Regions from separate parts of the Mus musculus genome. Here region 2 is linked to region 1. The links are chromatin contacts, called in public promoter capture Hi-C maps. All regions are on one chromosome and are shown on one strand. The core of a region is the stretch at or near the end of the contact, and the rest is flanking DNA. Distances in the headings are between cores, read along the strand shown. Region 1 has its middle 57 kb from the start of Acer2. Region 2 overlaps Focad (focadhesin).

Evidence for each region. Promoter capture Hi-C pulls out the DNA fragments that hold promoters and counts their contacts.
Region 2: a contact with region 1 is called in a promoter capture Hi-C map of cranial neural crest. The contact joins two enhancer-like sites. A contact is called at or near these places in 4 of 39 promoter capture datasets (cranial neural crest, hippocampal neurons, pre-B cells and 1 more), 1 of 15 datasets of contacts at CTCF or cohesin (large pre-B cells) and 2 of 484 Hi-C or Micro-C datasets (the Ba/F3 cell line and myocytes).

Annotation. Positions count from the first base shown.
Region 1 is chr4:86,928,457-86,934,104 of GRCm38.p6, reverse strand. It overlaps a transcript of Acer2 not described here. Among named protein-coding and RNA genes, the nearest start is that of Acer2, 57 kb to the right of the region's middle. Within about 2 kb of position 2,929, at least 115 of the 459 cell types and tissues checked have an H3K27ac peak or open chromatin away from gene starts, as enhancers often do.
Region 2 is chr4:88,334,114-88,339,759 of GRCm38.p6, reverse strand. It overlaps Focad (focadhesin), which reads right to left. Exons shown (of 44, transcript NM_001081184.1): 24 at 3,548-3,592; 25 at 467-575. Among named protein-coding and RNA genes, the nearest start is that of Hacd4, 100 kb to the left of the region's middle. Within about 2 kb of position 2,504, at least 24 of the 459 cell types and tissues checked have an H3K27ac peak or open chromatin away from gene starts, as enhancers often do.

The sequences.
Region 1 (5,648 bases), core at 1,680-4,179:
CAAGGACGAGCTCTTTTCAAAGTCTGCCAGCCAAACATATCCTCCCCTCTCAAAAATACCTTCAATCATGTCTGTCCATTGACATGCTTGGTCCAGCCAAGCAGATGTAAAATTAATGATCATGTATTAATGAAAGCTGCCCTAATTTTACATGTGAGGAGACCCAACCTAAGAAGGGCTGACTGCAATTCACCCTTGTCTCTCTTGGCTCCAGAAAACTGAGGATGTGGTAAAAATGGCTGACTGTCCCCTTGAGAAGGCCCAGATCTCCATCCGTACATCTATAGGTCTCAAACGTGTATCCAAACTAGTGGCTCTGTGAGACCCTACTGTTCGTTCAGGGATTAGGAAATTAAAATATCATTTTGGAAGCAAGAATCAAAAGTTGTAAAATGTGTGGCCAGGTTTTTCTGTAGTACAGACCCTGGGGCCAGGCTCAGACAACCCACCTGGGCCACACTCGAAGCAGGACCAAGAAGGGGCTTTCTCTCACCTCTCCTTTGAGATTTTCACTCACAGGTGACCATGAGTGACTCAGAGAAAAATAAGCATTCAGATTTTGGACTAGGCACTGAAACCAATTTCCTTACCCCGGGGGATCACTCTGGAGGCCCACTGGGGCAGGAGTTCCAAAGTCCCTTCTTGAGCAAGCAGGAGGGAGGTGAAGCTCTTAGGATAACCCAAGGCAGAAAGCCATGGGGCAGATGGCTCAGAGCCACATCATGCTTTCCTCACACACTCCGTACAGAACACTTGCTGGGTGTCCCTAACATTGTCCTAGTCCACATCCCACCCGGCAGGAGTGACTCCCTCCAGGGGTTCCCAGCTCCCACAGGGTACCTGCCATCTCCATCCCTGGACTGCAGAGCCACTAGTGACACCTGGTGGCCAACGGCCGCAGTATACAGTCAGACCTCTCTGACTTAGTCCAAGGAGTCTTTGGGGTCCCCCTGGAAAGAGATCCCAAGGCAAGAGGAAAGGGGTTAGGGTTCCTGATGCCCTTAGCCTAAGCCTCGGCTATGAAAGGAACCAGGCCTCACGAATTGCTCTAAACCAGGGCACCCTGGTTTTCCATCTTCACTTGACCCAGCCCCCTGCGAAAGGACCAAGTGAATCGCTCCAGGGTGGGATCTAATCTAAGTAAGGCTCCTTGGAGTCTTCCTACTTCGAACCTCACAGTAGGCTTCTCTGCCCACTGGTCAGTGCCCTCCAACGTCAGATATAATTAGCTTCTAGCTGGGAATGGAGGCCTATAATCTGAAGACTGGGGAGCCAAAGCAGAGAGACCAGGAATCTGAGGCCAGGGCTGGAGAGATGGCTCAGCGGTTAAGAGCACTGACTGCTCTTCCAGAGATCCTGAGTTCAATTCCCAGCAACCATGTGGTGGCTCACAACCATCTGTAATGGGGTCTGATACCCTCTTCGGGTGTGTCTGAGAGAGCAGTGGTGTACTCTCTGTTATGATCTTGAACCACACCAAGCCAAACAGTTCCATGTGAGGTTTATTGGGAGAGAGTGGGGCAAGGTGACTGTGGAAAGAGAAGTAGGGGGGAGGGGAAGAGGAGAGAGGGAGGGGAAGATGAGGGAGACCAGGGGAGCCTTTATTTTCTTTGATTGTTGTGTCCATGTTTTTTATGGAATCTTCTGCACCTGAGATTCTCTACTTCCCTTTTTAGGTCTTGGATAGTTTTGTTCAATTCCATCACCTGTTTGGTTGGGTTTTCCTGCAATTCTTTAAGGGATTTTTGTGCTTCCTTTTTAAGTTCTTCTACCTGTTTAGCAGTGTTCTCCTGTATTTCTTGAAGTGAGTTATTAAAGTCCTTCTTGATATCCTCTAACATCATCATGAAATATGCTTTTAAATCCGAGTCTAGCTTTTCGGGTGTGTTGGGGTATCCAGGACTCGCTGTGGTGGGCATACTGGGTTCTGATGATGCCGAGTGGTCTTGATTTCTGTTAGTAAGATTCTTACGTTTGCCTTTCGCCATCTGGTAGTCTCTGGTGTTAGATGTTCGAGCTGTCTCTGGCTGGAGTTTGTTCCTCCTGTGATTCTGTTAGCCTCTGTCAGCACTCCTGGTGAAAGAAAATGAGATTTTGTATCTTGTGATTCATGTAAAAAAAGTTGTCCTTGAACCCCCGGCAGCCGGGGGCCGAGAACAAAGCAGAACAGACAGGGCTGTTGTTAAGACAGTCCTAAGAACAGCTTAATTGTACAAGCAGGGCTATCTTGTCTGGGTCGGCACCACCTGGCGGGAACCTCCCCTCTGTCTATTGCCCCTTGACGCCAGGTAAAGTCATACATCAACTGGTTGCTATGTGAACAAAGATAAGCCCCCAGCCCACAGAAACAAAGCCCTGATGCTCTGTAATCTTTCTGTTAATGTTTGAATAAGCCAATAGTGTGTCGTTATGCTGAATTCCACACCCCTAAGCCCCTTACCCCATAAAACCCCCTAGCTTTCGAGCCTCGTGGCCGACATCCATTATCTCCTGTGTGGAATGCATGTCGGTCAAGAGCTCTGTAATTAAACGTCCTCATGTATTTACATCAAGATGATGGTCCTTCGTGATTTTTTTGTGTGCACACCGAATCGGGAGTTGAGTGGAGGTTTCCCCACTAAGTTCTATCACTGGGAGTCCAACTCTCACCGGAGTCCCAGTGGTCAGAGCACTCTCTGCAAGCAAGCCCTCCCCCTGCAGGGAAGGTGCACAGATCTGGAGCTCAGATCCACGTCCTGAGTCCCAGGGTTAGAGCCCTCCCTGGAGGCCAACTCTCCTCTGGCAGGGAAGGTGCCAAGGGGTTGAGTCTCAGCTCTGCCTCCTGGCTGAGGATGAAGGCCCGAAGGGACCCTGTCCAAGAAGCTCTGTTACTTCTGCCGCCCACGTGCTTTCCTGCATAGACTGGTCTCAGTGATCCCAAGATACTGGGTGTGCTAGGGCCCGCCGAGTTTGCGCCCGAGATGGCTTAGGGCTGGCGCCGATGGGAACGAACCCCAGCCGCTGGTCAGGCGGGTTTCCTTTGTGCCTGTTCCTGCTGGCACAAGACCCTCCGGGGTTTTTGGAACAGATGTTGTGCTCCACTTCACCAGTGATCCCAAGATCCTTGGTGTGCTAGGGCCCGCCGAGTTCGCGCCCAAGATGGCGCAGGACTGGCGCCGAATGAACGAACCCCAGCCGCTGGTCGGGCGGGTTTCCTTTGTCCCTGTTCCTGCTGGCACAAGACCCTCCGGGGTTTTTGGAACAGATGTTGTGTTTCACTCACCAGTAATCTCAAGATCCTGGGTGTACTAGGGCACCTGAGGCGGGCGTGGAGAGTCCTCCGGGGACCGGGGCTGGCGCCTACCAGAACTGAGCCTTTCTTTATATATGTTTACCTAACACAGGTAAAGGTGGGAGGTGAGCCAAGTGGATTCTGGGAATATGGTGGCTGTTGTCTTGGCAACAAGTCTACAGGTCCCGCCTATGTGACGTCACAGGTTTCAAAGGTCCTGATACCAACAATCACATACATTAAATAAATAAATAAGTAAATAAATAAATAAATCTTTAAAAAAAAAAAAAAAAAAAAGAATCTGAGGCCAGTCAGGAACACAGTGAATTCCAGACCAGCCTGGGACATGCAGTGAAGCCAGTGACACAAAGGAACAGTCCCCTCTTCAGAGACACCAGCCCCATTTCAGGGGCTCAAACAGATGACAGAACCTGCCAAAGTCACAGAGAGAGGATCTTGCAAGCCTAGAGCCCGGGCAATGGTTGTCTGGGCATCATAAGTGCTTTTATTCCATCGGCTTTCTTTCGCTTGAAGAGAAAGTAGGAACTTTCGTGGCCCTGTCACCTTGTCACACTTCAGCAGCAGAGGTGCTGCACAGAGGGACAAAGGGCCAGGTTGACACAAGTTTGGCTAGAACTTCTCCAGATGATGCTCTGTGTTTGAGATCTATCTCCCCAAACACGCCATGTGGACGCATGCCAAGCTGTGCCGGGCCCTGGAGGTAAGACAAGGCACCCCTCCCTTCTCCCTTTCCCTTCAAACTTCAGACAAAGAAGAAATGCTTGGTGGGAATGAGGAACCTGATTTGGGCTGAGGGGAGGCAACTTTGGGAGACAGGATTAGGATGGTTTTAAGGCCACTGGATTGGCCACCAAATCTAATTATCCCATGGGACTGTCACATGCTTGTTCGGTTCTCCATACCATTCCCAGTACCGAGGACACAGCTTGGCAAGCAGAGCAGAACTCTCCCCTCTTCCCACTGCTTTCATGGGTGATCTTGACCCTCAGAGGCCATTACAGTGGCTGGCGGCCAGCCCTGCCTGGCCCATCCTGTTCTACCTTGATGGGCACAGTTAACAGGTTTCCCATCTCTAGAACAGAAACTGACCAGGCTGTTGGTGTTGTGTATGGACTCAGGGAAGTAGAACAGGTGCCCCACATTCAGAGTCCTTTTGTGAGGTGAGCCAGCACCTGGAACCTCTCACTCCCAAATTCAGGAGGCAGGCAAGTGTCACTCTGTGTCGCTAGATTGTAGAAACTTAAGGACCCACAGTCTCCTCCTCTCCAGTTACAAAGACAAACAGAAGGACACGTCCATGGTAGGAAGAGAAACTTCTATGAAAGTACAGGAAGGTCACAGACACCATTCTAGAGAGTCAGGCTGATACTGGGGAAACTCACAGTGAGAGTTTCTGGGGAATGACCTTGGAGCAGTAGGGATGTTATCCTGACTGAGCCTGGGTTGTCTGGAGGTGCCAGACTACTCTTGCTCACATCGCTCCCCACTGCTCTTCCAGGTTAGGTAGGTCTCAGGGCACGCTGTAGTTTCAGCTTATTGGAAAGCTTGCCCACATCCAGCCACTGCCACGGAGGCATCACCTCATCCCGAGAGCACACCTTCTCACATGCTCACTTGCTTCCTGACTAAAATGACAAGTGTCTGTGGGCCCAGGCACACAGAGGGTGTGCTAGTTGGCAGCATGCTGTGCTCTAGACCACAGTCAGTCAGGTAACCTGAATCTGTGTTACAGGCCATGGTCAGTCATATCATTACAGGGCCCCAGACCTTAGCATAACTGACTCCATGATGGAAATGCTATTCAGGCTGTGAAAGTCAGCATGTAGACAGCACCACCTGCCGAAAATGAAAACAAAGACCTAAGCCATCAAAGTCCATAGTTCAGAGAAAGTCTCTGATATACTAACCTTGCTTTTTTGGCTTCTGTAGTTCCACTTCAGGCTAAATGTTCTTAGGAACTGCAGTGTATCAACCCAGAACATGGCCTTTGTACTTAAAAGTTCACCCAAGAAAGTGTCAGTACTACAGTGGAGTCCTGAGCATCCACTGTAGTTTTGTCAGCCAGCTAATCAAGACTTTCAGTTGGCCTAAATCTACGTGTGAGCTGTCTTCTCTTGTGAATGCCCCCACAACATGTCTGGAAGGCCCACCAAGACCCCAGAGCCTCTCAGATCAGGCAAGAATGCAATGGGAGGAGCTACTAGGGGGGTAGTTCCCAGGACTCTGATCAGTCACTGCCATACGGATGAATCTGGCACCTCCAGCCCAAAAGGAAACAAATTAGAAAGTCTCCTGGTCTGTCACCTCCAGAAGCAAAGCCGGTTCAGGCTGGACACATAGGAGAGGTCAGATGGGG
Region 2 (5,646 bases), core at 1,255-3,754, 1.4 Mb before region 1:
AAAACTACATTGGAAATGAATATTGGCCAGCCTGTAAGATGTTTAATTAAGAAATAAATGCCTTGCAAAAATGAATAGGCACTTTATCATTGACATCTACAATTAAAATGCAAAGTGTGAGTGTTTCAGTGTGTAAACACAGCTTATTTATCATTGTTTGACAGTATTGTTCACTTTCAGTGAGCCTGGTTAACCTTCTAAGACTGTTTACTAGAGATGTAATCACAGAAAGAAAGCCTTCCTTTCATAAAACTGTCACTTTCAAAGGGAAATGGCCACTTAACTACAGTGAGGAAAACATAGCATCAAGTCAGGAAGAGAGGAGAAGACAGTAAGGGCTCACCACGGAGCAGAGTCTGATGATGCAGTCACAGAATTTAACCTTGCAAACCTAGGTACAGGCCACCTAAATAACGACTAAAGGGATGTAACCAAAGCCCACATGCACTAAGTCCTCCCAACTCACCTCTAGGACGCCATCGGAGTCTGAGCAAAGGCTGGCTTCATGCTTGGACACCACAACGGCCAGGCTGCTTAAGGCTAACAGGGCATTGGCTTTCACCACCGGACTCTCTCTATGTTAAAAGATTCCAAAAGAGGACTTAGAAGACCAAGAGAGAGGCGTGATCATGGGAGAGCAGACAAGGTAGAAAAGCACCTTTGCTCCAGCACAAAGCTAGATCAAACAAGAAGGAAGATGTGGGGATGGAGGGCTAGAAATATGGCTCAGTGGTTAGAGCACTCGCTCTTTCACAGGTCCTGGGTTTAGTTCCAGCCACATGGTGGCTGTGGTGTTCTGAATGGAAATGGCCCCCGCAGATTCATAGAGACTGGTATCAAATTTTGGCATTTTTCAAATTTGGGACTACTGGTATGACCTTAATCTAAAAACTCAGAATGCTAGAAAACCTGCAAAGTTTTGAACAATGTTACTCAGCCTGTATTACAAGCAAACTATTTAGTTTTGCTTTTGTTAAATGATTTTTATGGCCCAAGTCCTAGCTTGCTTCATGGTAGTTTATTATTAGTTAAAAAGTGCTTTGTAATCTGTAACCTCAGGGGGAGCCATTTCTTCAGACCTCAAGGAGTAAAATCCCCAAATGATTGGGTCACTTTGCTCCAAATCATTTTCTTTCACCCATCTTGACACTCCTGAATATGTACTCTGGGGGAAATGAAGAAAAATGTATTTAAGGCCACTGGCAATTAGATCTTTGGATGTAGGTTAAATTTTATCTGGACACTAATCTCCAGATAAAACACAATTGCTCCATTCTACACAAAGCATCCATGGCTCAGGTTCCACATTTGGCAAAGGCACCAGTTCCAGCTTGCTCGTCTCAAACCTGCTCCACGCCTGGAGCAGCAGCGTATGGTTGACAGGGCACACTGCATACTTAGCAAGACGTATTCGAGGAGGAGCTGGCTGGTGAAGCATCTACAACTGAGCAGCACAAACTCAAATAACTATCCCCTACCAGTCAAACAGCTGGGACTAATTTGCATAATAACATGTCAGCATCAGAGCAGTCTTTATCTAAGCAACACCACTGACATTTTAATTAAATTGTCCTTTGGAACAAACTGATGTCATTAACCTAATTAAAAAGCCCAAGGAAGGATGAGCTTCAGGGATGCTGTCTGAGGGACAAAGTATCACATTACATATCAGCAAAGTGACCCAATCATTTGGGGATTTTTGTCTTCGGGTTCAAATCCATTTAATTAATAACAATGAAAACAAATTGCCATCAGTCACCCGGGCTTATCCGTGTTCTGCTTCTTCCTTAGTTATAACCCTGACTCTCAGTAGCTCTGTGACTGCAGTGTAACTTCCTGCATTTAACTTGTGAGTGGACAAAACAGGCCCTGGCCTCAGGCAGCCATGGCAGCCAAACTCCAAGTACAAAAAGGTAAGCTGTCAAAAATGCAGGAGTAAGAGCTCTGGCTCAGTGAGGGAAGCCACTGGAAAGAAGCAAACAGAAAGTGGTCGCCATTTCCCCTGCTCTACCAAGGTCAATCAGCCTCTGGAGCCTACATAGATCCTGTTTATTTCCTGCCACAGTTTACACTTCTTAGGTTTTGATTTAAAAAAAAAAAGTAGTAATCCCATAAGAACTTGAATCGTTTTACTGCACACCCCTGAGAATGTAAACACATTGACCTTGGGTACTAGTCGAAACATGATGCCTTGCCAATCTATAGAGAAAAGGCATGTTGCAATAAGCTTTAAGAACAGGAAGTATAAAGGTGACTTCAGAAGCAAAATTACACTTTGCCTGCACATAAGCTTGCTGGTTTCTTAATCATCCAAGCTTTTTTGCTCCAGATGTCCTATTTTTACTGGACATAAGAACATCTCACAAGAACAAACTATGAAATAAAAATTTCCAAGCCAGCCCACCTTCCCCTGTGAAGTAGAACACATGCGTTCCTATGGTATACTTTCTGCACTGCAGTCTCTGTTTTGTCAAACTATATTTCCCCATGTCCATCCCAGCAGTGGAGACAGGAAGACCACCAGTTTTTACCAGTGGGAGAGGGGGGTAATAATAAACATGGGCTCAGATCAACAATTATGTGGCTGTTTGTTTCCACTGTCCCTAATGCCAAATCTTTTTAGCTACACAATGTCCCAGGATATGACCAGGATACATTATATTGCACTTAAATACTTCTGTAGGATATGGGCTTTAGTACTTATAAAATCCCAGGGCAAGGATGTGCCTGTGCCACTTGGAGACTAAGAGAGTGAGTCTTGCAACACAGCAGCAGAAGGTGATGGTGGAAAGGAGATATGAAAGCAACGGACTGCATCTCTGCTGCCAGGAACAATTAGTCAGCTCGTTAGCAGAAGAGCCTGAAGAGGTTGCTCCAGCAAGTAAGTTCATTAGGGTGTAATTTCTTTAGTGAGCTTTGGCTTAAGGTAAATAAAAAGCCTGGAGGAAGGAACACTCAAGTAATTTTTGTTAAAACCACCACAGGGCCATGACTGGCATTGCTGTTCACTGAATCTGCGTATTAGTGTTGTATATATAGATTTCATTTTTTGAAAGTTTGTCATAGAGCTGAGGAGGTTTATCCAAGGTCAGAGTAATTGCTAATTAGAGACCAATTTTTAGATCCACTGGAGCCCATGGCAACCAGGAAATGTAAAAAGAGGCCCCACTTTGCCTGCTGCATTGCAACTGAGATTTAATAATCTATTTGTAGAGCCATTGTAACTCACATTCTCAAGAATTCATTTTTCCTCCTCAAACTAAATTATAATCCTTTAAGTTTAAGCCAAAACACATGTCATTTTATTAAGGGTTCAGGTTGAGCATTTCGATAAAAAGCTAAGTATTTGTACCAGTCTCTCTGTGTTTGCATAAAAAGGCATGTGGCAAGAATTAATATAGTTAACAGGGGTAACAATGGTTTTCTATAAAAATAACCAAGAAAACATATTATAGTTCTTAACATTATGAAATGCTGCAGAAGGAGAAAGTGTGTGTACCTGTCAGGAAGTTTATTGCTAGACTGGGTAGGAGACTAAACGACTTACTTTGCAGCTGTCTTGGTGATCTCATCTGTCAGCATGTCTCTGACCCTGCAATAAAGATGGAAAATAGATATGAGCTTATGTGATACAATGGAGTACACCTACAGTCTTATTCATCAGTTTATAAGAACTTCCAGAAGGCCAGTCATATGGCTCAGCAGATGAAGGCACCTGATGACCTATGTTTGATCCCCGGGAACCACGTGGTGCAAGGAAGACAATCACGTTCCTACAAGCTTCCCCCTTACTTCCACTTGCACACCATGCCACATGCACGCTCATAAGCCCTGACACACAAATAAAGAATCAATGCAAGAAAGTTAATTTTAAAACTTCCAGCAATGCCTCTGGATCTTAAAAGTACATGTGCAAAGGTGGGTTGGGGAAAGGGCATTGGTAATAGCTTTGTCAGAGTCAGCTTGGCCTTCCATTTTGTAGGCTCTCTTAGCGGAGACAGGTAAGGAGGAAATGTAACCCAGAAGGATAGACAGGTGGTGCCGTGTCAATGCCATCCCAGTGGAGTGGTGAATGCATAGGCATCCTTTGTTTGACATCCTTGAAGGATGTTACCTTCCTCTGAGCCTATGTTGAATATACCCAACATGACACTAATTGGAGGTAGAGCCTTCACAGATAGGCTTAGTGCCCACATAGGAGCAGGCATGAGGAAGTTTCCCCATGCCTTCCCCAACGTGAGGATACACAGGATATGAGGACTTGCCAGACATGCTGGTTCCCAAACTGTAGAGCTGTGAGAAGTTGTTGAGGCCACCCAGCCCATGGCATCTCTGTTATGCCAGCCCTAAGAGACACTGCTCTCCCCTCTTTGCAGGAGAGTTCACCAAAATACCAATTTATAGTATACAAATTTTATATACAGAAATCATTGTGCGTATATATAAAATACAACTTCAAATTTTGGTTGTACAATTATACCAAAGCCAAAAGAAGATAATTATACCTATGGGTAGGAAGGCAGGTATGCTTAGACTATAACATCTTTTCCAACAAAGAAATTCTGAGGTACAGTAGACAGCGCTGTGTCAGATTTACATTTTTAAAATTCTTTAAATAATCATTTTTATTATGTATGAGTGCATGTGTGTGTGTGCATGTGTGTGTGTGCGTGTGTGTGTGTGTGTGTGTGTGTGTGTGTGTGTGACAGAGAGAGGGAGGGGGAAAGAAAGGGGAAGATGTATGTGTATGAATGTTTAAGTGTGTATATGTGTGCCACATGTGTGCAGGTGACCACAGAGGCCAGAATAGGGCACTGGATCCCATCAAAGTAGAAGTTTAAGTGTCTATAAGCTGGGAAGCAAACTTGGGTCCTCTGTAAGAGCAGAAAGTGCTCTGAACCACTGAGACATCTCGAGGCTCAGTCCCTCGAGCTTTATTGCTCATATAAAATTTTATATTCATAAATATTTGCATGTGACATATAATAAATTCTTAGTGAGTCAGCATTCCTGAGAATAAGTCATCCGTAAGAGCCAAGCTTTTCACATTCTTGCAAATTTCTCTTATAGACCACAAGCATATTTTAAGAAGTACTTCAATGACAACTTTATCTACATATTGTCTACACTTGCTGTAATCTTCTACTGTCCAGTGTGTAATAGTAACAAACCGGAGGGCTGTCTATTAACAGGCATGCATAGTCACAACAGAGCCTGGTGGTTCACCATTCTGCTGCGTTACCAGTTTTCCCTTCTTGTATCAATTGCTCTTTAGCAAGGGAAGATGTTGTGATATTTATGCTTTTAAGAGAAGAAAAGGCCTCCAGTTGCTACTTACACTACTACTACTCTTATGCAGCAAAACTTCTTTAAAGTAGAATTCACTGTGCCTAATTCGAGTTCATCTTCTACTTCAAGTCCATCCCTAGTCTGGTTCTTATCCCACAATTTCACCCAAACAGCTCCCTTCATGGTCACAGAAGACTTTCAAGAGTTTATACTGAACACTCAGTTCTCAATCTCTATCTTCAATATTTGACACAATGCTGGTCCTCTCCTTGTCTCTCTGTTCTTGACTCTAGAGAAGTAACACTACCTCAGGTCTCTCCTATTAAAGAGTGCTGGTTTTCTGCCTAATTCATGGTT